Regions from separate parts of the Mus musculus genome. Here regions 2 and 3 are each linked to region 1. Evidence: chromatin contacts called from public Hi-C and HiChIP or PLAC-seq data. All regions are on one chromosome and are shown on one strand. Each heading gives the region's core, a stretch centred on a gene start, on an enhancer-like site or on the middle of the called end of the contact. The rest is flanking DNA. Distances are from core to core; before and after follow the strand shown. Region 1 overlaps Runx1 (runt related transcription factor 1). Region 2 has its middle 86 kb from the start of Gm41499. Region 3 has its middle 47 kb from the start of Gm30474.

Evidence for each region. Hi-C and Micro-C count contacts between places; a contact is called where the count stands out from the background. HiChIP or PLAC-seq counts read pairs in DNA pulled down with a chosen protein or histone mark.
Region 2: a Hi-C map of bone marrow-derived macrophages shows a contact between it and region 1, with 29 read pairs. The contact joins two enhancer-like sites. A contact is called at or near these places in 2 of 15 datasets of contacts at CTCF or cohesin (the NIH/3T3 cell line and pro-B cells), 8 of 484 Hi-C or Micro-C datasets (CD4 T cells, LSK cells, bone marrow-derived macrophages and 4 more), 26 of 115 datasets of contacts at active chromatin or transcription factors (the 230-238 cell line, the SCID.adh cell line, acute myeloid leukemia and 16 more) and 4 of 9 other capture datasets (adipose tissue, embryonic stem cells, liver and 1 more).
Region 3: a contact with region 1 is called in an H3K27ac HiChIP or PLAC-seq map of microglia, with 5 times the contacts expected there. The contact joins two enhancer-like sites. A contact is called at or near these places in 2 of 15 datasets of contacts at CTCF or cohesin (both in the NIH/3T3 cell line), 6 of 484 Hi-C or Micro-C datasets (brown adipocytes, embryonic fibroblasts, uterus and 1 more), 20 of 115 datasets of contacts at active chromatin or transcription factors (the 230-238 cell line, the SCID.adh cell line, bone marrow-derived macrophages and 16 more) and 4 of 9 other capture datasets (adipose tissue, embryonic stem cells, macrophages and 1 more).

What each region holds. Positions count from the first base shown.
Region 1 is chr16:92,689,580-92,693,790 of GRCm38.p6, reverse strand. The region is part of intron 3 of Runx1 (runt related transcription factor 1); the gene reads left to right. Among named protein-coding and RNA genes, the nearest start is that of Gm30281, 71 kb to the left of the region's middle. Within about 2 kb of position 1,465, at least 18 of the 459 cell types and tissues checked have an H3K27ac peak or open chromatin away from gene starts, as enhancers often do. A contact at or near this core is called in bone marrow-derived macrophages and microglia, where this site is marked.
Region 2 is chr16:93,040,233-93,045,020 of GRCm38.p6, reverse strand. No RefSeq gene overlaps it. Among named protein-coding and RNA genes, the nearest start is that of Gm41499, 86 kb to the right of the region's middle. Within about 2 kb of position 2,945, at least 32 of the 459 cell types and tissues checked have an H3K27ac peak or open chromatin away from gene starts, as enhancers often do. A contact at or near this core is called in bone marrow-derived macrophages, where this site is marked.
Region 3 is chr16:93,082,715-93,087,160 of GRCm38.p6, reverse strand. No RefSeq gene overlaps it. Among named protein-coding and RNA genes, the nearest start is that of Gm30474, 47 kb to the left of the region's middle. Within about 2 kb of position 2,635, at least 22 of the 459 cell types and tissues checked have an H3K27ac peak or open chromatin away from gene starts, as enhancers often do. A contact at or near this core is called in bone marrow-derived macrophages and microglia, where this site is marked.

The DNA of each region.
Region 1 (4,211 bases), core at 216-2,715:
CTTCCTTGAGGGAAGAAATTGGGTCTTTTCTGAGCTTTGTTGCTGTGGTTGTTGTTGTTGTTATTGTTGTGGTTGTGGTTGTTCTTCTTCGTCTTAGTCTACCAGGGAATCCCAGTTTATCAAGACACTAAATAACTGATTTTTAAAATGGTCTTCAGGAGTTGACGTGGTCCCGTCTTGAGCTACCACATGGAAATGTTTATTTTTCTTTTCAAAAGAATTAAAGACCTTACACATTGCCTTTACAAGCCACGAAAAATAATTTTTTCCTTTTAACAAAAATAATCACTGCCGTAGAGATTCCCCTTTACAAATGATTTTGGAAAGACCTCAGTGTGTTTCCCTGAGTGACAGCCAGGAGCCATGACAAAGGTCACGGTGGACAGGGAAGTTGAAAAATCAGACCTCTGGATTAATATCTGTCACCACCTATGCTGTCCCACAGAGGGACGGCTGCTTCAAGGAGCTCACCAGTCAGTAGATAGAATTTGCGGAGGGAAAGGAGATTTAAAGGCTGGGTTTAAGAGGAAGCTGGACTTGGAAACAGACCATCTTCCTTGCTGTATTTTCTATGGGCCCTGGCCCCTCTGTGTGCCAGCTCCTACCAAACACACAGAAGCAGTTTCTACCAACAGTCTTTACATTTACATGTGAATTAAGATTCCGGAATCTCTTTAGGGGTTAACCCTGCAGGACTTATCCTATTCCCTGCTGCCGCCACCACCCCCAGATAAAAATCGGATGATGTGAAGCCCTGTTCAGATCACTTGTAGAAGAGCATCTCCCGGAACCTTCCGGAATCTTGTTAAGTCCTCCGCTTTAATCTTCAGAATTATCAGGAGACTTACAATCATGAAGTCCCTTGAAAATTGATTAAAATTATGCTAATTAGTCCTCCCATCCTCCACCCCTCTTTCCACCTATAGACTGTTTATCTCAGCATAGAAGAAACACTTAATTTCACTGCCGAGAAACTGGGAAATCTGCTCCATACTACACAATATTTGCAGATACCGTCTACAAAGTTGTCTAGGTGACTTGCAGTAGATTTTATAATACTGTAATAAAAGAATTTGTTTAGCCCCTGGTACACCAGAGCACAAAAATATAAACATACCTTTATCAGGGAAGTTCAAAGACCATGGGTGCTGATGGAATATGCTTTCCAATAAATAAATAAATAAATAAATAAATAAATAAAATTCTGGCCGGAAGACCATGATCCCTAGCTATGTGTTAAATGTCATCTCAGATAAATTCTACGTTCCATTCCACAGCCTCTTTGAAACTCTGGAAGATTAGAGAATTTGCAGTAACTAAGTTGTTGCTTTAATTTCAACCTGTAAAATTGTTGGAAAATGCCAGTTTCAAACTAAGAATAGGCTAGCCAAGAACAGTGCTGGGAAGTCCTCAGAGCAGAGAAGACAGCTGACATTTGGCCCAACTTCCTGATACTTGAAGAACAGAGAAGTTCAACAAAATATGAGCTATCTTGGGCCAGCAAGTCCCTTCTTGTCTGTTTGGTCTGTACTAAATGTAAATGTTTCTCTTGCCTTACCTATTGTTTATAGCTTTTTACTGCAGACACTGCTTTGTATTTCTGTTTGAAGTTTGATTTCTTTTCATTATTTCTATATCATCTCTCAGTGACAAAAATCTATATCAAATTGGAAGACATCTTAGCTTTAAATAAAACAACAACAGTGCTAGTAACCTAGCCTAGGTGTGCTTGTCATTGTTTTAAGTACAGAGTTAAATGTCCCTGGATTTAATTTTGTCTCCTTCCCTTCTCCATCAAAACTCTTTGGAGATAAATCAAAAAGCCCAAGAAGTAGTAACCGAGCCACTGGATGCCCCCTTCCTGCTTCCTTTAGAAATGGGGGTGATGCAATTTAAACTCCTAATTTTTAGACTTTTGAATTCCAACATCAACAAGCTTTTCTTGGCCACCATGGTCCTCTTGTGCTGTAGACGAGGGGGCCTCATGGGTTTGACCTCTTGGTAATGAGGGATCCCTGGAACAACCATGGTAAACTGAGGCACGGTGGGGCACAGTGGGAATTCATGACTTGGCGTGCCTTTGGGCGCTCTGGAACAGGATTTATTCATTTTGGCCTCTTAGGAGATATGGGCCCCAACAGTCAGGCATTCAGACTGGAAGCCCGGATGTCGATTCAGTGCCCTCGGAGCCCAGTGGGTGTTGAGATGAACTGGAAAGGCCTAGGTCTCCACAGGGAGATGAAGGCAAGGAAGTGAAGCATTTTCACAGAGGGTATCTCATCCTTGTGAGCAAACTGTGCAGAGGGAAATGAAAACATTGATGAGAGAGATGGGGGGAAAAATAGACAGAAAACAGAATTTACAGGAGTAACATTTTGTAGGAATAGAAAGAAAAGATAATAATGATCAATTAACCGAGCAGGGGAATTTATTTCAATGATGTTCTTTGAAACAAAAGAGTTGTCTTATTACCACTCCTAATTAAAGGCATCAAACATTTGTGGTGGGATAGAAACATCTAATTACATATTGCTTGGAGAATAAGCGTTTTTAAAATCTCCTTTGTAGAAAACACGTCCAACAGTTGACATGAAAGGGTTAAAAGCAGAGGCAAGGGGCCGCAGGGTCCTTGTTTCACAAAGCAAGTGAGTGAAAACAGATAAAAATTAAAGAGATAGCAAGATACATACCCAGTCCTAGAGAGCAGAGTGTCCTAGTGATGTCCTAGGGGTCCCCTCTGTCCATTTCTCAGGGTAGCTGGGGCAATTTCCTGACATAGGTTCTTTAGAACGCAGGAGATAGAGCAGCCACAATGAATAAAATCGCCCAGATAGCCATCTGCAGGACATCGAACAGCGGGAAGGAGACATGACTAAGCACCCAGTAAGAATGGCGAGCAGAGAGACCAGACCTTGATACCAGATTAGCAGATCTGCGGCGGGGTTATTTCATACAGAATGAGAAATATCCCTCTGATAGATTGTGAAGCAGCCAGTGTACAAAAACTGAGAAAAACAAAGTGGCAGTAGAAGAAGAGATGTTTCTGCTGCCATCCCGGGAAAACCTGCCCGAGGATGACCACACAACTGAGATAAATAACAGACATCTCACCGAAGACTGACAGCATGTGTCTGGAATGGTTGGAACAAACTGAACTCTCGGGGCATGGCGATTTGAAATCCTGTGGTCGCTTTGAATATGGAACAAGGCAAACATAACCGATATCAAGTCAAAACTGGAAACTTTAGCTGAAGTCAAAGAACGGCAGGCTTGGTGGTGCACACCTGTAAATCCTGACCTCGAAGGCTAAGAGGACTGGGAGTTCAAGGCCATTCTAGGCTCCATCGTGAAACCATAGCTCTCTAAAACAAAACCAAAAGGACCAAAGAGCAGCCAAGCAGTGGGTAATGTTTTGTGAAGCACTTTCAAGGCTTCAGAGTGTTTTAATCTGAAATTACTACTTTTTTTGGTTTTCTGGATATAAAGTAAGCTCATCTACAAGTTGTCTTTCCAAATATACTAAGCCCTTACCTTTTCAGTGGCAGTAACGGAATCCCCCAGAACACAGTTCATACAGATGCCAGACAGCAGTCTGGTTCTACCTTTGATTTGAGGAGAATGACCACACTGGAGCACCCGTAGTCACTGAGGTCATCCCGCTTGTAATTAATAATAAAGAAGTGGCCCGTGTCTAGTTTTTCTCCTTGGGTGCAAGAGTTTGCTGCTGGTGAGTGTCCAAGAGCGGCAGGAAGAGGTGCCAGAGATTAGCTGCAGACAGACAGTTTAAGTATTTCCGGGTCATCCTTGGAAGCTGCACACTGGGTGGCACACACACCTCTAACCCCAGCACTAGCAGAGAAGAGAGGAAGATCGGGGGTTCAAGATCACTCAAGGGTTCAAGATACAGTGAGGCGGGGGCCAGCCTGGGCTATCTGAGACCCTGCCTCAAACAACAACAACAACAACCAGTAACAAATTTAGAGCAGAACTAAATTTAAATACTTTCATCCAGGTTTCCTTAGGTGCACCAAGAAGGGGCCAAGCAAGTAAAAGGTGGGGCCAGAGAGATGGCTCAGTGGTTACCAACATGATTCATGATACAGAGAATGGGTCTGATTCCTAGAACCTATGTCAGGTGGCTCACATCTGCCTACAACTCCAGTCCCAGGGTAATTTGCTCCTCTGGCCTTCATGGCCTGCTCTCAAGAAAA
Region 2 (4,788 bases), core at 1,696-4,195, 350 kb before region 1:
AGAGTGGTTGTCCGACTCTACAGAAACCGTTCTTACATGACATGCAAAGCTGCGTTCTGAAACTGGAGTGGACATCCTGACATGGCTGCAGGGTCTTGCCATGAGTCCTCTGAGCCAGGACCACGAGATTAGTGAATAGGCCAGAGAGTGACAGTCTCTGGCAATCTGCAGGTTCCTTTAAATACTTGCCCAGCATATTAGCCAGGGGTGCCCAGAAAAACATAATCAATTAGATGTATACTTATCTGAAAGAAGATTTATTATGAGCAATGGCTCCCAAAGGAGGCTAAGAACTCTGGTAACTTCAACTGCAACATGGAGACCAAAGAAAAACCCATGTTTTAATTTACTGCACATTCGAGAGTTGTGGGAGCTGATGGCATAAAACTCAGTGTGGGGATGGAGAATGGGAAGAAATAGAATGTGATAGGAGGTATGGGATGGGATGGGGTGGGGTGGGGTGGATTGGGTGGGAGAGGGTGGGGTGGGATGGGGTGAGGTGGGGTGGGATGGGGTGGGATGGGGTGGGGTGGGGTGGGGCGGGGTGGGGTGGGATGGATGGGGTGGGATGGGGCAAATGAGAAAGTATAGCATGAGATGACCCAGTTGCAGTGGGCAGGCAAGAGTTGGAAGTGGAGAATCGTCTCTTGTTTACTGAGCTCCTCCACAGATCGGATGGTGTCTACTCAGCTTGGGGAGGGAAATCTGGTTTATAGTGCATGGCAATCCAAAAGCCAGGCTCTTCTCGAAAGCGCCTTGCAGATCATCTAGAAATAATGTGAGTTTGACATGCATGTTCCATCTTCTGGACTGGCAGACATCCCAACAAATCAGGTCAGCTAATAAAAGGAAAGTGACAGAGACCCTTCACTGAAGACAGAGCATCACCCAGGGCCCGAACTGAAGTGCACGTTGTTCTGAAGCATGGGTTGCTGTCCTGGCTTCGTTTCCTATCATAGATGAGGGGTTCTTGTTAGAACAGCGTGGCTGGGAATTTAAACTTTGGGATGAAAAGGGCTGTCTTCTGCTACATCTTAGCTTCATGACGTTGCAATCTCAGTCTGGCTTGTTTTCAAGATCTCCCATAAAGCAGAAATGACAATTCTTTCTTGTCAGATTGGGAACAGGGAACTCATGAGATGACATACGTGTTCAAGTCTAGCATGTAGAAGGAGGTTTTTAAATCTTGGTTATAATTATTAGTGTCAAATAGACTTAAGGGCAGTCCGTGGCATCGTCCTGTACACATAAGCATTATGTAACATGCATCTGTCCTGACAGCCAGGACTAGGCGATCTTCACTTCATAAATCTGGTTTGACTGATGGAGAAGGCCAGTGGGGAGATCTCAGACATGATACTCTGAAGATCAAAGGCTCCTCGTTTCCCTGCTAACGACACGGTCCTTACTCCATCCATACCATACAGAAGTCTTCCTAGACTCCGTCACCCCACCCAAGCCTGTCACTGATGAAAACCACATGGGATCAGCTGCTCAGATAGAAACATTGGGGTCGCACCTTGACCTGCACTGCTGCTGAGCTGGCCTTATTTGTTAAACCGATCCGGAGCTGTAAATATAATATCACGAGACTCCAGGTTGGGAGAAAGTGAAAGACAATAGAAGCCAAATCCTAAAGAAAGCTGCTTGTCTGGGGTTGATGGAGGAGCTTGGGGCCAGTGTCTGGCAAGCTGACAGTCAGTGCCTAAAAAGAAAACAAAGAAAAGAAAACAAATTTTAAAAACACGGCCTCAGCCGTTTTACCACACAATAATTGCACACAAGGAAACTTACTCCTGGCACCTGGCCGGGAAGGTAATTACTCGGCTTCTCTTCTCCAGGGAGCATAATAGCTGCATTGTTTGACTGGTGAGGGGTTCAGGAGGAGCTACAGAAGAGGAACAAGGCTGGGGGAGAGCCTGGGAAGGGAAGGTGTGGCCTTTGATGTGTTTCCAGCCCCAGGTTCAGGGACCTGGGCTGTGAGAAATAGGCATGTCGGAGATCTTTGTCTCCTCACCTGCGAAGGAAGACAGTTGTATGGTTGCCAGCCCTTGCCTTTATCTGCACAGAACCCATTAAATCAACAGCTCAGCTGTCATCAGCTGGGGTTCCAAATCAAAGCACACACTTGGGGTTGACGCGCCTCACTGCAAAGTGCAGGATCAGATCTCCGAGAGCTAAAATAATCCCGAGAGATCCAGGGGCGTGTGGTGGCTTCTCAGTGAGGCTTATCAGACGGTTTCCAAACATGGTCTTCTGGCGCAAGTGAAACCATGCTGAGTGATCTTTGATGTGGGGGATGTCAACAAACTCAAAGGGGGATGTGCTCAAAGGGATGGGTTGCTACAAGCTATAGTGTTCCTCACAGTCTCTTGGGAAGGGGGCACAGGGGGCGGGGCTTATCCTGCCAGGGCCAGCGGGTGTTGACGGAGTCCTAAAGGTGAACCTGGATGGTTAAGAGTCCACCTTGTCTGGGGCAGAGTCATGTGCCTATAACTGTCTAACTATGGTAGGAGTGGCACACAGCATAGACTAAGTAAATGATATGGGAAAGAACTAAGAAAGAGGTTTCTTTGTTTTTCTTGGATTGGGATAGGGGATGATCAGACAAGTTGAAGCCATCATAAATGAACACTGGGGAAGAGGGTGGAGTTTAAGATCTGCCAGAGCAGTAAATGCCGTCGGAGAAAGGCATGGACAACTTTGCTGTCTCTGACTTAAGTGGTCATTCAACTTTGCTCTTTGTATCTTAACAGCAACATACTACATTTTGAGTGTAAAATTTGGGCGACTTCCACATGTTTAAAAAACAAACAAACTTATGACCATTTTATCTGTGGTGCTCAGTCATGGAAGTCAACTGTTAAAGTGAATGTAAGGGTCTAAGCTCACTCTCATTGTGGGCTTCCCCTTTCTGACCAAGCACTGCATCAGATGCTGGAAGTCCTGTAGAGTGGCAGCTATGTATGACGAAACTCTGTTAAGGATGCGGCAGATATCTAGCAGGCCAACTGCTCAAACTTGGTCCTTTCCAGGCAGAGGACACTGAAGGTAGAAGCTTCCAATGGTGAGGCCTCTTGAGTTCCCTCAGGTCCAGTGTGTTTGTGCCTTGTTTTGTCCCATAGGCCAGATGCCCCACCATATTCTAAATTCATCATCTCAGTGAATAAGATCTGCTTCTTAGATGGTTCACATGCACACTGATCAAACGCAAACCTGCCCAGGCCACAGAAGCCCTTATGGCTTTTGTCTTAATTGTTTGATGCTCCTGTACAATTAAGTTCAATAGACACCAGTCCCTGATTGAAAGAGACCTGTAATCAGGCCATTATAATGTAGCTCCACAGTTGATTCTGAAATCTGAATGCAAGCTTTTATCTTCATCCCCTGTGCATTCACACACCCCTCAGGTTTCCTTCTTTGAACTGGCTGCCCCAGCAGGTGGCAGAGTGCAAAGCTCAGATGCTGGGGTCTTTGTGACTCCCCACACAAAGCAACACAATGGGTGAGGTCTACTAGACATGATGCCACAATGCATATGAAGCTGGAATGGTTCCATTGAAAACTCCTTTTACAGTTAACCCTTTTCCTGAGGAAGAGTCCCAGGTAGCCCAGGCTGGCCTTGAATTTGCTATGTCATAGAGAAAAACACAGAACTCCTGCCCTCCTGCCTCTACTTGCCAGATGCTGAGATTATAGGTGTGCAATTGGGAAAATGCTAGATTTGTAAAACAAACAAACTAAAAAGCAATAATAATGATAATAGTAGTAGTAGTAGTAAAATTAAATAAAAAATTTAAAAGCAGGTCTAGTTCAGATGGTCTCATGTCATTCACATGGGTTCTTATAATTAAGAAGCCAATGTGGACTCATTATCCTCAACTAACTTGTGTGTGTGTATGTGTGTGAGTGTGTGTGTGTATCTGTGTCTGTGTGTACGTGCTCATGCATATGGAGTCTATGTTAGATGTCTTTCAAAATCACTCTCCACTTTATTTTTTAAGGTAGCATCTCTCTCCAAACCAGAATCTCACTGATTCAATTAGAGTTCTGGCCAGTAAGCTCCAGGGATCTACCTGTGTCCCCTACACCAATGTTGGGTTTCTAGGCACACCTTCACACCCAGAGTTTACACATGTATTGAGGATCTGAATTGAGGTCCTCACACTTGCATGTATAGGGACCTCCCCTGCAGGCATCTCCTCAGCCCTGACTTTGATTTGTTTCCACTAAATCCTCTTGCTGCTGCAGGACTCAAATTGGATGTTACAGCACATAATTAGCAATACCCACACTTCACACTGCTAAGTGTGATCACCCTCACTTCACACTGCTAGATGATCACCCTCACTTTCACACTGCTAGGTGTGATCACCCTCAGTTTACACTGCTAGGTGTGATCACCCTCACTTCACACTGCTAGGTGTGATCACCCTCAGTTTACACTGCTAGGTGTGATCACCCTCACTTCACACTGCTAAGGTGTGATCACCCTCACTTCACACTGGTAGGTGACAGTCTCTTGTTCATCCCTTGTGTGCTAGTTACTTGCCTTACAGATGTGATAACATATCCAACAAAACCACTTCAACATAGACGGTGTGTTTGAGCTGATGGTTTAAGTGGGGATAAGCCATCATTGCAGGGAGGTCATATGGTATGGGGCAGCTGGTCACATGACATCCACAGTCATGGTGCAGAAAGGAATGAATGTTGGCACCTAGCTCACAGAACAGCATTGACTACATTCAGAATAGGTGTTCTTACCTCCATTGAGATACTGTAGAA
Region 3 (4,446 bases), core at 1,386-3,885, 390 kb before region 1:
TTCATTTTTTCATGATGCAATTTTTTCCTGATGTCAAAGACTATCCTGAATCTAGGCCCTCGCTTGCATGTTGTATGAGTAACTTTGGGGTTCTGTGATCAGAACGCCTGACAGAAAAATTGAGGAGTGGAAAGGCTCAGTTTGGAGGTTGGGCTCAAACACGCTTCAGTCTATCATGGAGGGGAAGGTGTGGGAAGAGGATGGTCCAGCCTGGGCTGGAGGAGGTGGAGGGGGAGGTTCCTCTCATCTCCTGTGGCACAACAGGAAGCAGAGACTTCAGTGAGGATGAGTGCTGGGTTTCAGCCTCTACAGAGCCATCCACAGTAACTAGCTGCCAGCGCCCAAATCCTCTGCATCACTCAAAACAATGACACAACTTGGGGACCAAGATTCAAGACGTGTATGTGTAAGATAGTCTAGACCCAAAGACAGTACCAACTCCTATCCAACAGATGCTTTTGTGAGCGTGCTGTTTCTGTTTCTCTCTTTACTTTGCACTCATGTAATACATTGTACCTGCAAACATGTGTGTGTATGTGTGCATGTGTGTTATGTAAATGTGTATATATGTCTGTGTACGTGTGTGTATATGGGTGTGGTATGTGTATGTATATATGTGTATGTGTGTGTTGTGTGCATGAACACATGTGTGTGTATGTGTATGCATGCGTGCATGTGTATGTATGTGCCTGTGTACATGTGTGCGCGCCAGTGGGCAGTCAGAACCAGCTGCTATTTATTGTTCTAGATTTCATTATTTTTCTATCCTACCCAATATTCTCGGTTTTATTGAATAAAATTGAGAATGTTGTGTGCTTCTATATTCGGTGTATTTGGGAGTCATGAATACTGAATGAGATTTTTAATACTCCCAAGGGCAGTTATGCCTTGTATTGGTATTCTGATTTCATTTTGGCTTCTAGACAGAAGTACTCACAGGATCGTATACAAAGAAAGAATTCATACATATCTTGTTTATTTTAATCTGCCTGAAGTAAATTGCCCTTGCTGAAGTTAACAGATACTGTAAGAGGGAGCTAAAACATACATGAAGATATAGAATCTCTTTTCATGTCTGGGAGGAGGAAGTTGGCGAGTTGGGGACTATGGGTCCAGTCTCTGGAGCCAATCAATGTTAGTTCACAATGAAAAGAGGTTTTTACGGGTAGGAGTAAGTCAGTGGTTCCAACAGGGAAGGACTGTCATGAATTGTTCAGGAGACTCCCAAACCCAGTCACAAGACAGTCACTTGCAGGAGTTTCCAGACACAAACCTTAAGAATGACCAGATACACAGATGAGGCAGAGCTCAGGAGATGCAGGCATCAGCCAAGAGACAGCAGGGTTCACCAAACAAGGGCTCCTCCTGAGAGGAAGAACACTGGAGCCACACCCACAGAGCACCAAGAGCCACAGTCCATAGCTTAAGAAACTGGGAGAAGCTGTAAGATTCTCCCTTTGTCCCTGTCAAGAGACCACAACGCTGCCAACTAATGACTAATGGAGGGGGTGCAGCTGTGTCAAACAGCCATCTATCAGGTCATATTATAAACACTATACTGTATAATGTTTGCATAACTACTAAGTTAGATAGCAATTACATTCAAGAAAATTTACACATTTGTTGATTGTATTCTGTCTTTTGTTTAAGATGAACACCCTAATGGTAGACTTTCCAGATGGTAGCTGTGTAACCATTTAGAAAGCTCTTACATGAGTCCACCGTTCTAAGAATCATCTGCATTTCAGCGGCCCCGGCATCCCCTACGTGATGGGTGTTAAGCGCTCATCCCAGCCTCTGTACTCTGAGGGCTTCCTTGGGTTCTGGTGTGTGTCGTCTTCCCTGTTTGTCTGTCCATAGGGCCTGCGTGTGGCTCTAGGCATCTGAGGAGGATTGCTTTGAGAAACCCAATTGACGTCCATTACGTATGCCTTGTTAAACAGCCAGTGCTTGTTGCTTGAGTTTTAGACCTGGGATTTTGTTCCCAGAAGTTTCTGAAAGCCACTGTGCCCAATATGCTAAGCAAGCCAAGCTGTATTCCGATGTAGGTTCATTACATAAGGGACAGATGCCCTCCTGCTCAAGCCATTCCTCAATTGGACCTGAAGGCCACTCTGTGGTATTTCCCATGCCCAAAGATGCCCCTCCACAGCAGTGGGCATCTCTTTAGTAATCTGTGGGTCCCAAGACCTGTTGTGAACCAGACCAGGCCTGTGATGCAGAGCAGAGCAGTCTGTGACCATAGGACAGCGCAGGGAGGGACTGAGCACCTAGCATCTTCCTCATTCGGCCACACCTCTGCCTTCTGGCACAAGGGCCTGGCTGAACCTCCAGCATTTTTAAAAAGAGCCTGAAATTAATGTCTCAGTGTGATCAATGTAAAATCTCAATAGTCCAAAGTGTTAAAAAGCCACTTCATGAATCTTTATGTTGCCAGGGCAAAGCCAAAGCTGCCAGTCCTCTGTGCTGGCCCAGTACGCTGCAGCTTGCAAAGGCGAGGATCTGTCTCCTGCTTCCCTTCCCCACCTCCCAGCAACAGTGCTGGCTCCCCTCACAGAATCTCTTCACAGGCCCCTGGGTTCACTTTCCACAGCTCAGCACCTCTCCGAGGGACTCTGAAGGGATTTTCCCTCTCAGGCCCTTAGTTCCTCAACCAGGAACTGTCTGCCCTGGATTCCAGTTTCAAGACACCAGCATGTGTTAAAATGCAGAAATGGCTGGAACCAGAATTATGCTGACAATTGTTTTTCTTGCTCCCAAGACTCCTCTGCCAGGTTTGTTTGTTGTTTGGTTGGTTGTTTGGTTGTCTCTTTGTCTCTAGGCAGAAGGGTTTGGTTCTTTGCTTTCTTGTAGGGCCCTGGCTGACACTTATGTTTTGAACACTCGTGTGTGTGTGTGTGTGTGTGTGTGTGCGTGCGTGTGCGTGAGGCACTCCTCCCTGCTGAGCCACCTCACTGGCCCCCAATAACTAACAATTAGCCTTCTCAGCAATGATGGAGACTCATACCAAATACATTGGATTTTTGTGACTATTATACTAAGATACCACCAACCTATTGTTGTCAAACAACAGAGATTTCCCTCTCGACAATATTGAGGCTAAAATTCACAAGTTAACATGTAAACTGAGCTGGTTTCTCCCAAATAAGCCGGGACCAGTCACTCCATGCCCTTCTCCTGGCCCCTGGTTTCTGGCAGCAATCCTGGGCTTTCTTTAGCTTGAGGCTGACTTGGTTCACCCCTACTACATCTCTGTGCATCTCTCCTGGCTGAGGCTCCAAGTCTCCAGTCTCCCTCTCATACAGGAAAGATGTTTGTTACTGGACTCAGCAGCTATCCTAATCCAGAATGATTACACTGAATAGTCACACTGAAGTTACTAAATATGTAAACTACTTCCAAGTGAGGTCACATGTATCATGACTTTGGAGAAATACTATTCAAGTGTTTTGTGGGACAATGAGGTTATGTCTCCAGGTAGCCTCTCTCTCTCTCTTTCACATCAGGGGGGAGAGAGAGAGAGAGAGAGAGAGAGAGAGAGAGAGAGAGAGAGAGAGAGAGAGAAGAGAGAGAGAGAGAGAGAGAGACTACTAAGCTTCCTTCAGGGAGAAACATTTCAGAAAGGGCCAGCTCTAAGCCTCACAAACCCTGGGCTTGATGGGAAGATGGTGTTTGGAATGACCCAGGTTTTCTTTAATGGGCTAAGAGAGGTAGCAGGTCCAGTGGTTGTTTGCTGTTAGCCACAGGAAGAAACAGGGTGTGAGGATGCAGCAAAGCAACAGAGCTACAGCCAAGTGTGGTTTCTGGTTTCAGGCAAGCTTTCCACCAGTTATCATGATCAACAGCCCAGGAGATGGAAGCAGCCTCCTTCCCCTGTAGATCCCTTCAGTGTGGGTGTGAATCAGACTCCCTCCTTCTGTCTGGGCTCTCATTTTCTTCCTCCGTCATAAGAAAGGGCAGGAGTGTGTGTCTTTGGCTGCTGTTGAGTGCTCTGTGGTTGAGCTAAGAGATTAACATGTAATTTGCTATTATAAAAGCAGTAATAACACCTCAAGGTCTTCAAATGGCTTTCCTGGCTGTCGGTCAGGGGTTGGTTCAAAGGTCACAGCTCTCGGAACCCTTTCCTCCACCAGGAACACTGTCCTTAGCTTCCCACACTGTCACTCTCTTCTCCCTCTTGGCTTTTTGTCACAGCAGTCCACAGCTTTGATCTCAGAAAGAATATTGCAGTTACAGTCTGTATGGCAGGTGCCCATCCTGGCCACCAAGACTCACGGTTGCCTGAAAATCTCTGCCACTGGTTTCTCGACATTCTAGCCCAAACACTGGATCCATCTCCTGCGTTGGCTGTCCTTTCTCACACACAGCTTTTAGAACCCAAATCTATTGAAGATAATTGACCAGTCACTTGGCTGTACTTGGAAAAGATAAAAATACTTTGCTGAA